Linked DNA regions of Capra hircus: region 2 is linked to region 1. A link is a contact called in public Hi-C data. All regions are on one chromosome and are shown on one strand. Each heading gives the region's core, a stretch centred on a gene start, on an enhancer-like site or on the middle of the called end of the contact. The rest is flanking DNA. Distances are from core to core; before and after follow the strand shown. Region 1 overlaps SLC22A5 (solute carrier family 22 member 5). Region 2 has its middle 8.8 kb from the start of IRF1.

Region 1 (3,655 bases), core at 867-3,366:
CAGCCTTGTGTCCCCAGCAGCACGATAGCCTAACTGCTGATTTCCAGTTCTTCTCTGGCCCCCAACGTGTGGCACCTTGGTCTCATTAGTACTTGATGGCCATTTTGCTAGAGTTCACCTAAACATCTTCTGTTAAAAATAGGGCCTGCCATTTCCCAGGGCTGGGGTAGCTAAGGAAAGAGGAAGGCATGACATGAGGACCAAGGGCCATGATTGGCAGGCTCACCAAGGAAGAAAACTGCCTCTTCTGAAACACACAGTGGCTAGTGAAATTGACTGGCAAGAGTGAATTGAGGGACATCCTTGGTGGTCCAGTGGTTAAGACTTTGCCTTCCAATGCAGAGGGTGAGAGTTCAATTCCTGGTTGTGAAGCTAAGATGCCACATGCCTATGGGCAAAACAAAACAAAACAAAACCCGAAACAGAAGCAATGTTGTAAAAAAGTCAATAAAGACTTTAAAAATGGTCCACATTTGTTTAAAAATCTTTTTTAAAAAAGAATGACTTGATGGGGGTGGGCTTTAGTCACGAGACCTTCACGGTTTTAATTCATAATCCACAGTGCAAGGGTTTGGCCTGCTTTCACTGAGAAGCTGCCAGTTTCACTGTTCAGAGGACCCTAACTCTAGCTTTTGGGTCATTAGGTTCCTTGGGTTGATTGTTGAAAGGATTATTTGTTTCTCTTCACATTTAATAGAAAATTTTTTCTTAAAAGTGCAATAGTCAGTACATGTGGCTATAATAGCAACTTCTCCTTTAATGAACCCTTCCTCAGTGAAGATTTAAATTTGAGGCCCCACATGGCATCTTTAGCATAGGGTTTCAGGAAGTGATGGCGGCAGGTGGTCAGAATCCTGTCCCTCCCAAAGGCTTAGAAACTTTTGAGATAATTCTGCCTGATCCCTTATCTGTATGTTGAAAATTACACAAGAGAAGATGAATAAGGAAATGACCAGAATTAAAATACTAACTCGACTCCTCCCTTGTTTTGAACAGGAACAGAAATTCTTGGCAAGTCAGTTCGTATTATATTCTCTACGTTAGGCGTGTGCATATTTTATGCATTTGGCTACATGCTGCTGCCACTGTTTGCTTACTTCATCAGAGACTGGCGGATGCTGCTGCTGGCGCTGACGGTGCCGGGGGTGCTGTGTGCAGCGCTGTGGTGGTGAGTGTGCCCTGTGCCTGGCACCTGGAGGACTCTCACTTACAATGTGCTCCCTCTTCTTTCGGTCCTGTGGCATGAGGCTGTAGAAGACACCAGCAGGGTGTCTTCTGTCTGGCTTTCACTAGGGGGCAGCAGCAACCCACACATCCTAAGTTCTTTCAGAATGTTTTTCCATCCACAGAAAAGCCAAAAACAAAACAACTTCAGGAAATCAACAGACTTGTTCTCAGCCCTGTGCTGGGTTGATCGGAGTGTAGACAGAGGAAAAAGCAGTAGCTGCAAGACGATAGTCCAGCATGACCTCCAGGAAGCTGTCAGACCGCAGGACAAGACAGCTTAGGCCCTGGCTGTGGTTGCGTGCTGCTACAGCCTCAGGCCACAGGACTGAGAGAAGAGGTAGCACGTTGTGAGAGTCCTCCAGGCAGCAGGATGGAGGAAGCCAGGCTCCATCTTAGCCTCCAAGATAGAGCTGGACAAGCAGAGAGAAGGCTATTCCATACGAAGAGAGAGAATGCAGCTGAGGCGGGAATCCCACGTTGCAGGTAGGGATGGTGAGGTCCCTGGCCCACGTGGATGTGAGAACATTGCAGAGGATAGTGGGAGAAGATACAGGGCACAGAAGACACAGATGAGTCCTGGTTATGACCCAAGGGCAGAGGCCACCTGGTGAGGTAGAAAATAAGACCCACAAAGTCTCAGAACACCCAAGTGCCCTATAGAGAGTCAAGTGGAAAAATCAAGGAGGGAGGGATGACGACAAACTAGAAGCTGTCAGAGGCCAGTGGAAAAGCTTCTGGGGATGCCAGGAACAAGCAGGGGAGTACAGCAAGGTGAGGTGTGTCCCCCCCCCCGCCCCCCCGCCCCAGCTCAGCCCATGACAGAAGCCGGGCTGCAGGAACCCACGTTACGCCTGTCTACTTAGTGTCCAGCAGGTGGCACCACCACTCCTCAGAAATGGGAGGTGGCCAGCCAGGGAGGAATCCCACCCATCAGGGTGTGTCGGCCCCTGTAAATTCTGTGTACTCCAGTGTGATCAGAGGCTCACACTTACTGGCTGTAGCACAGTGCATCTCTTAGCTTCTGGCATGGAAGTATCAAACATTCCTCAAGCCTCGCTCTGGTTCTGAAACCCCACTTCCCACCTCCACGTGTGCTCCACCTGGTCTGAGGGACAGAAGGCTCAGTGAGATTGCTTCTTGTACTTCCAGGTTCATCCCTGAGTCCCCCCGATGGCTCATCTCTCAGGGACGATTTCAGGAGGCAGAGGTGATCATCCGTAGGGCTGCCAAAACCAATGGGATCATTGCACCTTCAACCATCTTTGACTCCAGTGAGGTGAGCACCGTGCAGGGGCTGGTGGGAGGGTCCCGGTGACCACAATTTTAGGTCAGCATCACACAGCCCCAAAGCCCTCCCTTTACACAGCAGCCTGGCCCTCTCTATGCCCAAGCCCCAGCTGCCCCCAAGGCAGGTCCTGTTAAAATTCAGAAATTGAGAAGGTGCCAGCTGCCTCAATTCCTTTACCTTTCCTGTGGATTTTAGATTTTCATACTTTGTAGACATCTTCTCTTTTAGGTGATCATACAGTTAAACCATTACTTTTCATAATAAAAACTCTTTATGTGTAAAAGGTCTTCCATGAAGTTGGCATTCTGGGAAATCATTGTTTCTTATACCTTGGGCAGTTTCTAATTTTAAAAAAAAATGCACTGCCTAAAATATGAAACAAAAATAGATTAGGAGTTAAAACTGTCCTGTCTCCTTCCGCCTACCAGTGGGGAGTGGTTGAGCATCGTCTTAGAGCCAGGTCCTTTTCGACATCCGCCCTCCCCCAACCTCACACCCTCCTGCAAACCCTGTTCTCCCATGCAGTGAGTAATTTCCTGGCTCTGCCTGATTCCTGGGTCTTGCTTCTCTTTCCTGTTCCCTGTGTTTCCACCCTGTCTGTAACGAGCAGTTTTCCTCAGTCCCGTGGCTCCCAGAAGAGCTTAGATGTCATTGTTGGCTGATGGGATTCTGGAGTATGTCTCTGCTCTGACAAAGACAAGGGCCTGGCTGTGGAAAGAGCCAGCAGGAGCATATTGCTGGGTGCAAAGGCGCGTTCGAGCCAGTCTGACTTCCAATACAGAGTTTAGGCTTGGGAAAGAGAGACCAGTTACTAGAGGAGGCAAAGAAGCCACTGGCCACTGATGGCTCTGCCAGCCTCACAGTTAAGAAGTGGCCCAGCACCAGCTCCTACTCGGATGTCCTAGAAAGGACTTGGTCAGAGTTCAGTAAGGGGTAGATGGCAGGGAAGGCTTCTGAGTTAGGTAGCCTTGGTAGCTTTGCAGAGGTCAGTCTGGTGAACCCATGAATCCACTGGCATTTTTATAGGAATGAGGCTATTTCAGGGGATCAGTTAGGTCAAAAGTTGACCTTTTGTTGAACTGCTAACTCAGGAAAAACAGACTCCAAAGCTGGGTTTGCTTAAGAAAGCAACATCAGTGT
Region 2 (3,819 bases), core at 977-3,476, 120 kb after region 1:
TCCCTTGTCCAGTCTAGCACTGGTTTCCTCTGGCCCAGGCTCAGGAGCAGGGTGGCTGGCCTGGGAGAGGGCCAGGGAAACTCCAAACGCTGCAAGAGTGGATCTTGTGCTATGAGCACAGTCCCTGGTGACCCTGGTGACTCAGCCTGGGAATCCCAACTCCAGGGGCTGCCATGGAAATAAGGGTTAAGACATTGAGGGGGTGCCCCTAAGGGGTCCAGAGACCATGGCAGCAATTTAGTGAGGCTCCAGACCAAATAAGGTCTTGTCTCCTCCTTCTCTTGTGGCCCAAGTCTGGACCCACTGTTGCTGGTCCTCTGCCTAGTCCAAACAGTCTCTTTGAGGCAGAGAACTCAACCCCGATCCCTGATCCTCTCCCATAAAGTGGACTTGGAGAAGAAACCTGGTCTTCGAGTGTCTACATCGGACTTCATTTGCTGTCTCATTTTGGAAACAGTAGATGTAGCTTAAGCTAGAAAATATCAACAAGAATATGTCTTTGTAGCTTGGATTCAGCAACTGCTGAGTTATAGGAATGTTCATAGAAGGAAAACAGGGCAAGAGACAGGAGAAAAGGGGATTGGCCCAGCAGGTGCTCTGTCCTGTTCACTGCTATAACCCCAGGATCCAGCTTCGCCTGAGCACAGCAGATACCCTATGAGCGAGGTGCGGCATGGATGGGGATAGATGGATGGATGATGGATTCGGATCAGTATGCCCCCAGTGGGAAGGAAGAAGGGAGGGACATGGCTTTCCTGAGCATCACTGTGGTCATTTCTGTGCGGTTCTGTCATTCCAAGAGGATCTTTGCTCCCTCTTCAGTTGTCTTCACACGTGTGTCCTCTCCCAGTCATGCAGAGAGACTGGGTGTCCAGTGACATTGGCCAGCCAGCCACATAAAAGGGAAAGGGGCTCTTAACGTCAGGTAGGGTTTCTCTTCCTCTCCTGGAAGGTAGGTCCACAAAGGCCTCAATTTAGATAGAACCTCAGCTAAGTGTGAGAGGTTCCAGTCCTTTCTCTGCATGAGTGAGTATCAAGAAAGTCTCTCTTGACTGACTGACTGACGGGCAGGAGGGATGAAGGGTCAGCAGAGAGCCACCTGCCTGGATAGTCCGGAGAAAGCATGACCGACTGCCCTCCAGCTTGGCAAGTGAGAGACTACAATGATCATGTCACCAGGTCAGATAGCCATTGTGATAGCTAACTCCTAGATTGCTGCTCTGGGAGTATTTCAGAGGACTCGGTCCACATTGGGGGTAAAATGGACCAGGGTTTGCTGGGAGAAGGCACTCTTAGCCAGGAGGCCCCTGGTGACTCATCACTGCCAGGAAACAAAAATTAGTCTCCTTTCCTCAAGAACCCTCAAGAATGTTGGAGAAGACATCCCACAGCTGCATGGGCTGGAGCACACATGTATTCTTTGTTGCTAGTTGAGTGGTGACTCTAGAAGGCTGAAGACATAGGGGCATCTGATGGGCATGCAATGTTTCTCAGCCTCATGCCTGTACCAGCCATGCAGAGGCACTTCGAAGTGAGTCGGCACGGTCCCCACCGCTACCCTGGATATGAGCTCTCTGCGGACAAAAGATGGGGTTATTACCCTCAGAGCCCCCTCCTGGCACCCAGCTCACTCCTTACAAACAGCAGACAATTAGTAAGTGCACTTGATTCCAGAATGACAGATGTATATCCTACCTGTAGTATGAGGGAAAGGAGCAGAGATGCTGGGACGTAGGGATAGAAGTGATTTATCTCTGCCAGAGTTCACAGGCAGCCACTCTGAGGAACTAGCATTCAAGGGCCTGGAAGGGTGATGAGTCAGCCGTGGGAGAGCGTGTTTAGATTGTAGGCACAGCCCAAGCAAAAGTCTGGAGGCTCCCAAGTGCAGGACAGATCCTGCTTGTGGTGTGGCCTTGTGGCCTTGTATGGCTGCTCCAGGAACTAAGGCTGGACCAGCCCACAAGAGCCATACCGTGAAGAGGCTTTAGTGCTCCTCAGAAGTATGGACTTGATCCTGGCTGTGCAGGGTGAAACTGAGAGTCTGATCTGTGCTTCAGAAATCTCTCTGTGGAGGAAACGCTCACGCAACTGTGTTCCTGCTTGACCACGAGAGTGAGTGCCTCCCCTTGAATGTCATGCCGCAGGCCCCTACTTGCATTGCCCTTGTCTGGGACCCTGGTGCAAACCGAGGCAGGGCAATGGATAGGAGGCAGCTCGGGTCGCTCCACGTGGGTTGGGGCTCTGGCCACAGGGGATGGAGAGAAGTGAGTTTAGTTGACAGCAATATCCGTGGATGGCCCGGATGTGAGGTGGGTTGGAGTAGAACCCTTCCCAGGCCTTCCCAAGGTTCCCCATTCTGGGAGAAATGTAGGGAGATTCCCCACTTTGCCTAAGGGGCCATTGCTTTGATCTCAGGCTATGAGTCTGGGGGGCTGAGGGCATTGAGCTAAAGTGTAGGAAAGGTGATAAAAATTCACACATTGTCCCAGGAATACCCAGGTCACTGGTGATCACAGCCAGAACCTGAAACGACATACCAGCACTGTTTGGCCCTGCCCTTTGGACGCTGGGTGTGTGGGTACAACAGGCCAGGAAGGCTGGATAAGGGTGCCCCACTGCTGGATGCAGTGTTCTATAAATTCATCATCCCTCTGCTGTCTAGCAGGACCAGAGTCCACCCCCATGTCCACCTGTGTTCCCAGGGGACCCGAGTCCTACTCTCAAGTCCCAGCCCTCTGAAAGCTCTGACCCTGTGACCGCAGCGCCCCCTGCTGGATAGCACCCTTCTTGGAGTCTGCTGCTGCAGCTGCTGCTGCTGTCTTTTCAGTCCTGTCCAACTCTGTGCAACCCCATAGACGGCAGCCCACTAGGCTGCCCCGTCCCTGGGATTCTCCAGGCAAGAACACTGGAGTGGGTTGCCATTTCCTTCTCCAATGCATGAAAGTAAAAAGTGAAAGTGAAGTCGCTCAGTCGTGTCTGACTCTTAGCGACCCCATGGACTGCAGCCCACCAGGCTCCTTCGTCCATGGGATTCTCCAGGCAAGAGTACTGGAGTGGGGTGCCACTACCTTCTCCGTTCTTAGAGTCTAGGGAAGAAAAAAGGGTGCAGAGACAATGCTGGCTTAAAGGGTGTGAGCAGGAATTGAGGGTGGACTTTGGCTAAGGGAGATAGGCAGGAGCCACCTGGTAAACAGAGTACCTGTTTCCTGGTCAGTAGCCTTTAGCCGACTGCAAGAAAAGGAAGAGATGGGGTTTTCTATTTCTGCTTTATTGACTATGCCAAAGCCTTTGACTGTGTGGATCACAATAAACTGGAAAATTCTGAAAGAGATGGGAATACCAGACCCATCTGAGAAACCTGTATGCAGGTCAGGAAGTAACAGAACTGGATGGAACAACAGACAGGTTCCAAATAGGAAAAGGAGTACATCAAGGCTGTATATTGTCACCGTGCTTATTTAATTTATACGCAGAGTACATCATGAGAAACGCTGGGCTGGATGAAGCACAAGCTGGAATCAAGATTGCCAGGAGAAATATCAATAACCTCAGATATGCAGATGATACCACCCTTATGGCAGAAAGTGAAGAGGAACTAAAGAGCCTCTTGATGAAAGTGAAAGAGGAGAGTGAAAAAGTTGACTTAAAGCTCAACATTCAGAAAATGAAGATTATAGCATCTGCTCCCATCACTTCATGGGAAGTAGATAGGGAAACAGTGGAAGCAGTGTCAGACTTCATTTTTTTGGGGCTCCAAAATCACTGCAGATGGTGATTGCAGCCATGAAATTAAAAGACGCGTAATCCTTGGAAGGAAAG

Evidence for each region. Hi-C and Micro-C count contacts between places; a contact is called where the count stands out from the background.
Region 2: a Hi-C map of blood shows a contact between it and region 1, with 4 times the contacts expected there. The contact joins two enhancer-like sites. A contact is called at or near these places in 3 of 5 Hi-C or Micro-C datasets (all in blood).

The regions. Positions count from the first base shown.
Region 1 is chr7:88,526,440-88,530,094 of ARS1.2, forward strand. SLC22A5 (solute carrier family 22 member 5) reads left to right here. Exons shown (of 10, transcript XM_005682678.3): 4 at 997-1,168; 5 at 2,377-2,503. Among named protein-coding and RNA genes, the nearest start is that of SLC22A5, 17 kb to the left of the region's middle. Within about 2 kb of position 2,117, at least 4 of the 5 cell types and tissues checked have an H3K27ac peak or open chromatin away from gene starts, as enhancers often do.
Region 2 is chr7:88,644,580-88,648,398 of ARS1.2, forward strand. No RefSeq gene overlaps it. Among named protein-coding and RNA genes, the nearest start is that of IRF1, 8.8 kb to the left of the region's middle. Within about 2 kb of position 2,227, at least 1 of the 5 cell types and tissues checked has an H3K27ac peak or open chromatin away from gene starts, as enhancers often do.